3 separate regions of the Mus musculus genome follow, and all the other regions are linked to region 3. The links are chromatin contacts, called in public HiCAR-type and promoter capture Hi-C maps. All regions are on one chromosome and are shown on one strand. The core of a region is the stretch at or near the end of the contact, and the rest is flanking DNA. Distances in the headings are between cores, read along the strand shown. Region 1 has its middle 20 kb from the start of Gm8273. Region 2 overlaps Chd7 (chromodomain helicase DNA binding protein 7). Region 3 has its middle 53 kb from the start of Gm50597.

Evidence for each region. HiCAR-type assays count read pairs that join an accessible place to other places. Capture Hi-C pulls out chosen DNA fragments and counts their contacts.
Region 1: a HiCAR-type map of Th17 cells shows a contact between it and region 3, with 11 times the contacts expected there. The contact joins two enhancer-like sites. A contact is called at or near these places in 2 of 484 Hi-C or Micro-C datasets (bone marrow-derived macrophages and immediate neuronal precursor) and 3 of 115 datasets of contacts at active chromatin or transcription factors (T-cell acute lymphoblastic leukemia, Th17 cells and regulatory T cells).
Region 2: a contact with region 3 is called in a promoter capture Hi-C map of adipose tissue. The contact joins two enhancer-like sites. A contact is called at or near these places in 1 of 15 datasets of contacts at CTCF or cohesin (large pre-B cells), 2 of 484 Hi-C or Micro-C datasets (bone marrow-derived macrophages and nephron progenitors), 2 of 115 datasets of contacts at active chromatin or transcription factors (embryonic basal ganglia and embryonic stem cells) and 2 of 9 other capture datasets (adipose tissue and liver).

The regions. Positions count from the first base shown.
Region 1 is chr4:8,665,581-8,668,351 of GRCm38.p6, forward strand. No RefSeq gene overlaps it. Among named protein-coding and RNA genes, the nearest start is that of Gm8273, 20 kb to the left of the region's middle. Within about 2 kb of position 1,276, at least 126 of the 459 cell types and tissues checked have an H3K27ac peak or open chromatin away from gene starts, as enhancers often do. A contact at or near this core is called in Th17 cells and bone marrow-derived macrophages, where this site is marked.
Region 2 is chr4:8,745,884-8,748,583 of GRCm38.p6, forward strand. The region is part of intron 1 of Chd7 (chromodomain helicase DNA binding protein 7); the gene reads left to right. Among named protein-coding and RNA genes, the nearest start is that of Gm46841, 30 kb to the left of the region's middle. Within about 2 kb of position 1,413, at least 21 of the 459 cell types and tissues checked have an H3K27ac peak or open chromatin away from gene starts, as enhancers often do. A contact at or near this core is called in adipose tissue, where this site is marked.
Region 3 is chr4:9,066,738-9,069,474 of GRCm38.p6, forward strand. No RefSeq gene overlaps it. Among named protein-coding and RNA genes, the nearest start is that of Gm50597, 53 kb to the right of the region's middle. Within about 2 kb of position 1,329, at least 55 of the 459 cell types and tissues checked have an H3K27ac peak or open chromatin away from gene starts, as enhancers often do. A contact at or near this core is called in Th17 cells, adipose tissue and bone marrow-derived macrophages, where this site is marked.

The DNA.
Region 1 (2,771 bases), core at 26-2,525, 400 kb before region 3:
CCATAATGAAATCTGGTGCCCTCTTCTGGAGTGTCTGAGGACAGCTACAGTGTATTTACATATAAATAAATAAATCTTTTTTAAAAATAGAACATTTTGAGGCAGATGATGGTGACACAGGCTTTAATTCTAGTTCTTGGGAGGCAGAGACAGGCAGAGGCAGCTGGTTTGAGTTTGAACTTAGCCTAGTGAACAGAGTGAGTTCCAGGACAGGGAAGGCTACACAGAGAAACCCTGACTCAAATACACACACACACACACACACACACACAAAAAAAGAACATTTATTGTTGTTTTGTTTTATGAAATAGTTTTCACTATGTTGCCCAGGCTAGTCTCCAACTTAGAGGTTCAAGTGATCCTCCTGCTTCAGCTTCCACAGCTGGGATAATAGATACAGCCTCACTAAGCCTTGGCAGAAAAACAATGTATCCCAGCCCCACACAAATTCAAGGCTCGAGTGGGCTTTGGTTTTTTTTTTTTAAGAATTATTTATTTTATGTATATGAGTACACTGTCGCTGTCTTCAGACACGTTAGAATTGGGTATCAGATCCCATTAAGATGGATATGAGCCACCATGTGGTTGCTGGGAACTGAACTCAAGACCTCTGGAAGAGCAGTCAGTTCAGATGGCTTAGCCAACCTCTAAGCCATCTCTCCAGCCCCAAGAGTGCTTTTCAAATGAGTCCCTATGCCATGTCTTAATTCCAGATCTGTGATAGAGGGGAAGCTAAGACACTAAAAGTCAAAATTCAACACCTGCCTTGGCAACTTAGTGAGATGTCTCAAAATATTAAGAAGTAAAAAGAGTGGGGGGTGTAGCTCAGAGGGTTCAATTAGCATGCATGTTTTTCTTCGGTTTTCAGGGAGGGGCAGAGGAAAAGAGGGGCAGGCACAGGGGTGGGGTAGGCAAATGTAGATTTCAATGTATCCTTCCCAACTCTTACCCTTATCAGAAGGCCACGCTCCATACTTCTGGAGCATTTTAGCACAAAGCAGGTGAATACGTTTCCAGATACAGGTTTTCCTGTCTTAACCGGCTCTTTGGCCTTAACATCAGGATGAGACAGACATGGTATGAGGTAGAGTGGAAATAAAGGCGATGAGTAGAGAGAAGAGAACAGTGTTTACAAAAAATGTTTCCCGTTCTAGCACTCCATGGGGCCTCTGCCTGTCGCAGGCTGTGTTTTCTTTGAGCTGTGTCTCCCCTTAGCTTTGGGGGCTGGGCTCTCTTCCAGCGCTAGTATCAGACAGCTGCAGTTCCACCTCCAGCAGCTGGGGGGCTCTATTCCACCACGGCCCACTCAGAGAAGCGATTAATTCTCACCCTTTTCCTGTCACATAAAGGAGGTGACTTCAAAGGCCACAGAACATTCTTCTCAACAGTACAGAGGGTATAGACTGCCACCTGCCTGCCCGTTTGACACTAAGGGGGCCCACCCTGTGCTGCTCTGGCCATCCTTGTTGTATGAAGCTGATTCTAACATCAGACACCTTCCACCAAGACCTCAGAAACCCAGCTCCCTTCCTTAACTCTCTCTGGATTTTTTTTTTCCAATCTCCCAGAGTTTTGGAGCAGGCTGCTGGACATCTCCCATCTCTACCTAGCTGAGGACAGTGTCTCCTGCCCCTCAACTCCCATCCTTCTGCAAAAGGGCTCCCTTGTCTTCGCTGCCCAAGTTCCTCGTATCCAAATAAGGAAGCACACAGCTTCCACTGTTCCCGTTGCCACTGGCGCTTCTTGCTTAATTATCTGTTCTCTGGTTGCATTCTACACATCATCATGAGCCGAACATGATGATGTCATCATTGACCTCCAGATGACCTCAGTGGACAAAGACCTTAGATTCCTCCATTCCACCGGGGCACCATTGCCACTTCCAATAGTTTTCTGTCGCACTATACACTCTAGACCTGTCCTCATTTCTCCTTCCTTCCTTCCTTCCTTCCTTCCTTCCTTCCTTCCTTCCTTCCTTCCTTCCTTTCTTTTTTCCTTTCTCTTTTCCTTTCTTCCTTCCTTTCTTTCTTTCTTTCTTTCTTTCTTTCTTTCTTTCTTTCTTTTTTTCTACTTTTTTAGACAGGAAAAAAGGAACTCACTATCCTGGAACTCACTTTATAGATCGGGCTGGCCTGGAACTCACAAACATTTGCCTCTGCCTCCAGGGTGCTGAAATTAAAGGTAAGCACCACCATACCTGGCTCTATGTCCTTATTTCTTGTGACCATTCTGTTGGGAAATAAAACACCCACACTGCCATTGGACATTTAACTTTGTCTTGGGTGGAGCATGGTGGGTTTGTGCATGGCTTCCTTTGGCACAATGAGTTCTATACGGTTGGCACAATTACTATCTCTGCCTCACAGGTAGGTAAGGATGGAGGATGCTGGCCTTGGAGTTCTTTGGAGGTAAGAGATGAGCTCAAGGTGACAAAGTTAGTAGGCCACAGCTAGACACAACCCCAGCACCGTGAAGTTTCATCAGAAAAGCTTCCTGCTCCTCTTCAAGAAGATGGTCGTTCAGATGCTCTGGGCTTCACCAACAGCCTTCCTCAGGACCCATGTCTGCACTGTCTCGCCACATAGGGAAGTACTGGACTTTCAAATGGCCTCATGAACTTTTTATAACGAAACAGAACATACACAAAAGTAGAAAGAAATGTGCAGTGTTGCCTCCCTCCCTGGGTATTATAAGTCCAACATACATCAATGTATGGCCTCTCTTGTCTGTGCTCCACCATTTCTTCACACTGTTAATGCAAGTCCCAGAGG
Region 2 (2,700 bases), core at 163-2,662, 320 kb before region 3:
AGCAAGCCATGACTCATTGAGTCAGTAGTCTACAGAGGATTGGCCGTTCTCGGGACTTTAGAGAACACGCAAGGGCCTGACTCCGTGGCAGAGTCCAGCTGAGGGAGAAGGAGCAGGAGGAGGATGTGGTCCTGCAGGGACAGGAGGATGGTGAGGTGGTCTAGGTCTAGACAGACCTGAGACAGCCCAGCAAACTGAGCGAGTTCGGAATCCTCCAGGGGATTTACTAGAGCAGCTGGCTGCCTGGGGACAGGGCCACATCTGTTTGGTTGAGTGTTGGATATGCAGGGTGTCGGATGTCTTACATCATCATGATTGGTTATTATCTGGTGAAAAAAAATACACGCCGTCCCTGCAATCATTGTTAAGGTTTAAAACTCACTTTATGGTTCTGGGGATCAAATCCAAGGTCATATATTTACTAAGCGTGCCCTCCATGTGAAGTTGCATGACCAGTCTCTCATTCATACCTTGTTTGTTTATTCACTCCTTTATTTACTTCTGTGGTGGTGTTTTTAAGACAGGCTCTCACTCAGTAGCACTGGATTGGGATTGGATAAGTAGACCAGGCTGACCTTACACTCACAGTGAACTCCACCTGCCCCTACCTCCTGAATGCTGGGATTAAAGGTGTGAGCCACACCACTTCTAGCTCCCAGGTTTATTTTTAATACATTATTTGGACTAATCCATGCCTTCAAAAGGAACACCACCATTCTAAATAATTTTCTGTACAGTTCAGAATTATTCCTAAAATGATCAAAATGGAAATCTGTGTTAGGAAATTGAGGAAGGAGAGATGTGGTAGGTTGAAAGTGTAGTTAAAATGAACATATAGAAAAATACCACATAGTATAGCGCAGGGGATGATATTGGCCTTTGAATCAATACAAACTTTCGTGACCAAGATTGTCACTATTCAAAATGGTCTTTCTCCAACGGGACCTTCAGGAAGCAGTGGGTAGCGTTTTTGTCGGTGGGTTTCTGCACCGCCACAGGTGTTACATCTTTGCCCTGTCTGATGAGTAGCCCTTGAACACTTGAATTCATGTGGTTTTTAAGAGTCAGAACTGCATTTTAAAATTCATTTATTTTTAATGATTTTAAAAGGCAACACATGGCTGGCTTAGGGAGCACAACCGTAGCGTACCCCACAGTGCCCAGGGACATTAACGTGGAGGAAAATGTGATCTTGGCCAGAGAGTTCCGGAAGGGCCCCGCTTAGTCCAGGAGGCAGATTTGAAGCTGCCTGGTGATGAACTGAGGTTCTGATGTTGTGATTTGGAGGCACTTCCTGATTTCTTTATCTGGATGTTTGTCATCTGGAGAGATGCCTTGCCCAAAGGCAAGCCTTGGCCCCACTGGACTTGCCTCTTTCCAAGTTGGCTGTTGAAGGCTGTGTTGCCAGTGGGGAGGTGGCTGCCCATGGGCTCTGTTTAGTACTTTCAGTTTGAATTCAGGCTCAGCAGCGAACCCTTTATCTTCTGTGTGTTCACTTATCACCATGTGGATTCCGTTCTTGTCTTGATAGTACTGTCTCCTTGGTGACAGAGTGGCCTCTTTCTGGGTTGTGGGGAGGGTGGTGATACACTGTGTTCCAGCGGCAGGGCATGCCTTGGGAAACTGATGTATACTTCCCTCCATGCAGAGTCTCTGCCAGTTCTTTTCAGGACCTTTGGAGGTAAAGGAGAGAAGTTGAGCAAGCCACCCACAGTGGAGCTAGCAGGGAGCCCGGAAATCCTCAGTATCTCACGGGCAAACACCCTACAAAACTTCATACTTGCCAAAGTGTGCTGGACATTCAGGGAAGAGCTCTGCTGTCCGAGGGCTTGAACTAGAGGAATTATTTGCATCCGAAAGGTGTTTTGAATTCGTCCCTTTCCTGGATAGGTTTCTGATCTGTGCCTGTGAATAAAACCTCTGCACTGTGGTACTGCATTAAAGCTCGGGCACAAAGGCCCGAGAATTTCTAGAATTTCTAGAATCTGCATTAAGTAGAACATCAGTGTGACACTGTCCAATAAAAACTAACTTAGAATGACATCATTTACAGCTCAAGGATTTCTAACTCCTATTGCCTTCGTGTGTATTTGTTGCTCTTAGTGCTGATTTTGATGTCTTTAATTTCAAAAAGATTTAGAAATCTCGTGGCACTCGGGATGGAGCCCAGGGTTTTGTCCGTGCTGGGCCAAGGCTAGGAGCTACCTTCTCAGCTCACTGCTGGTTCTTTGTGCTGTTTACTTGTTTAGACCTGCCTGTTGATTCCCAGGGAAATGACCAGCAGTCCCCACTTGGTCCTCTTACCCGCTGTTCCTAACCGTGCGCTCTGATGGAGTTCCTTGAGAGGAATGTGCTTCTGTTTGGTGAAGAAGCTGTGCTTCATGGCCTGGTCTCTGACCAAGGTGGAGCTGATGTGAGCCCCTGCCCGCCTTCATCCCTGCTCATTCCTTACAGTTGCCTGTCCATTCAGGGAACTGTTTGCCATTCAAACTTTAATCTAGGTTCCATTAACTTATATAAGGGCTTTTTTCATCTGTGAAGAGGAGCATGGGCCAGAGGCCCAACAGTGCTTGCCAGCTCTGAGCTGCTTGCAAGTGGCATCGAGCTTCTGCCCATGCTGATGGTCCCCTTCGGTCACAGTCCTGTGCCCCCCTCTCACCTCGGCACCAGTGCATCTTGTGAACTCTCTTTGAGTTACAC
Region 3 (2,737 bases), core at 79-2,578:
CAAAGAAAATATGTCAACAGGTGAAATTTATAGGCGTTTCTGGCCCATTCAGAAATGTGAACCGCAGGCACCCCCAAAGGAAAGATAGCATCCCTTACCCACACAGTACTCTCTAACATGCCTGGTTCGTTCACAGTGGAGCTGGCTAAAGAAACCAGTTATCTTTTTTACAGAATCAAAGTGTGAGGCTCCCATTGGGGAAGGGTACTTTGATGGATGTCTGTTGGGATTATTTAGTTGCAAACACAGGGGGAAAAAAAAAACCCAACCCAAACTGGCTTAGTCACAAAAAGGATTTATTGACTCACAGAAGCTGAGAGGAGTAGGTTAGCTCTGGCACACCACCATTCAGGCTCTGCATATCAGTACCACCTGGTCATTTTTGTGTTGTGTCAAAGCCTTCGATTGTGTTGACTTCAGCATGAAATCTTATGTGCACCAAAAGAGCCTCCGGAGAACCAGGGCATTGTCTTATGTTTAGTCTCAGTTGCCTCTTCTTAGATCATGTAGTAGAGAATGTTCCCGAGTCTCACTGTTGTGGCCTCTGTTCTTTATGGTTTATGAGGATGACTGAGACCTGGGTTACAAGCATTCCCCTGGGGCTAGGTGTGGAGACAGTTTAATGCCACTCCATGACAACTAGGAGGACTCTGACCATGAAAATCTAGAACATGCTAGTAACCTCTCAATTAAAGATGATGGAGACATGTGTGTACCAGGTACTCAGTGGTGAGCCAGTCTAGCAGAAACAGTGAGCTTCCCACTGAGTGAGGCACCAGTGCATAAAGTCACAGCATGCACATAGCACACACACACACACACACACACACACACACACACACACGAAAGAAGAAAGAAAGAAAGGAAGAAAGGAAGAAAGGAAGGAAGGAAGGAAGAAAGAAAGAGAGAAAGAAAAAAAGAAAGCTGAACGAAAGAAAGAAAGAAAGAAAGAAAGAAAGAAAGAAAGAAAGAAAGAAAGAAAGAAAGAAAGAAAGAAAGAAAGAGAAAACCTTGAAACTCAGGAAGACTAATAGTATTTTAATGGCATTTTGATCCCCAGACCTAAAGAAGTGACTTATCATATCCTTGCATCTGGTCATGTTCTTTGTCCATTTGTCCTTCTAAATCAATGTTTGTGACCAGGTCACTTATTACTACTTCAAAGTTTTGATCCAAATGTTCAACCTTTGAACCAGTGAAGAATTGTTCTGGCATACTTCCTTTCTGAACACATCTCACTGTTTATTGTGTATCAGACTCCCTGCTAAGTCTATGACTTCATTTGCTCCTCATTCCTCGTCTATGACACAGAGATTATTCTTAGTCCCATTGTTTCAAGGGTGAAACCTAGACCCAAAAATGTTTAGACATGTGACTCACACTCACACAGTTAGAACCAGAGGTCTTAAAATCCTTACTACACAAATAAGACAAAGGCTTTCCGCTGTTCACCCCAGTAAAGCACAGGAAGACATACCTATAAATAGTGTGCTAAATGTTATATTGTCCATGGTATCAAGCTAAGTAAGGGAAAGTAAGGAAGCAAGATAGAGAGAGCAGTCATTTCCCTGACTGAGGCAAGGCAAAGTAGGTGTTGAAGTCCCTGGAGCAGGCTGAGCTAAGGTCCATGAGAAGGTGTCTCAGATGGCTGCTGTGTGTTGACCATTCATCCCAAGGACTGGCCTGTGTGAGCTGAGCACACACCCGAGAGACTGGCATGTCAGGCAGAGATACAGGAAGAAGGAGGAGGAGGAGGAGGAGAAGAGGAGGAGGAAGAGGAGGAAAAAGAAGAGGAGAAGAGGAGGAGGAGGAGGAAAAGAGGAGGAGGAAGAGGAGGAAGAGGAAGAGGAGGAGGAAGAGGAAGAGAAGGAGGAGAAGGAAGAGGAAGAAGAAGGAGGAGGAGGAGAACGAGAAAGAGAAAGAGGAGGAGGAGGTAAAGGAGGAAGATGAGAAGGAAGAGGAGGAGGAGGAGAGGAAGAAGAGGAGAAGGAGGAAAAAGAAAGGAAAAGAAAAGAAAAGAAGAAAAGAAAAATGCTATTCCAATTGTGTTTGAAGAGAAAAAAGTGTTTAACCCAGCTAATCCATAGTGGGGAATGGAATGACTAAACACAAGAGGGCTGGGACAAAGGGACAGATGTGGTTGCAATTCTGTTTATTAATGGTAATGATACTATATCACTGATTTTGTTATTATGTTGTTCCTATTAATTTTAATCTCATGAACCAAATGTATTAAAATACTTCTTAGCAAGCTAAGAAGCTGTGGCAAGAAAGTATAGAGGTAGAGAGAGATGGTGATTAAGAGCATGTTCCTCTCATGCAGAGGACCCACGTTTGGTTCTGAGCATTCAGAGAGTGGACTATTGCCATTACAGACCTGCCCGGGTGGTATTGGGAGGGTTGTGAAGTTTGGAAATTTGAGCTAAAAAAGCTATCGGGTGATCAGAGATCAGTGGGCTGTTCTGTGGGGAAGACAAGAGTGGCAGAATTGGTGAAGGTGGTGGCTTGTGAAGTTTCAGAGGGAAGCAAAGACTCTAAAGGGCCATTTGTGTGCTTTAAGAATATATGATTCTGGTCAGCTGGAGTTTAAGAATTGTCTGAGTAATGAGAGGCCAGAACCTCTAAAGTAAAACCTTTGTTTTGCCGGAACAATTAATAGTGATCATCAGGGGATTAAGAATCAGTTGTGATTCAGAAAAGATCAAGCTGGGCGTGGGGGCACACACAGCACTTGGGA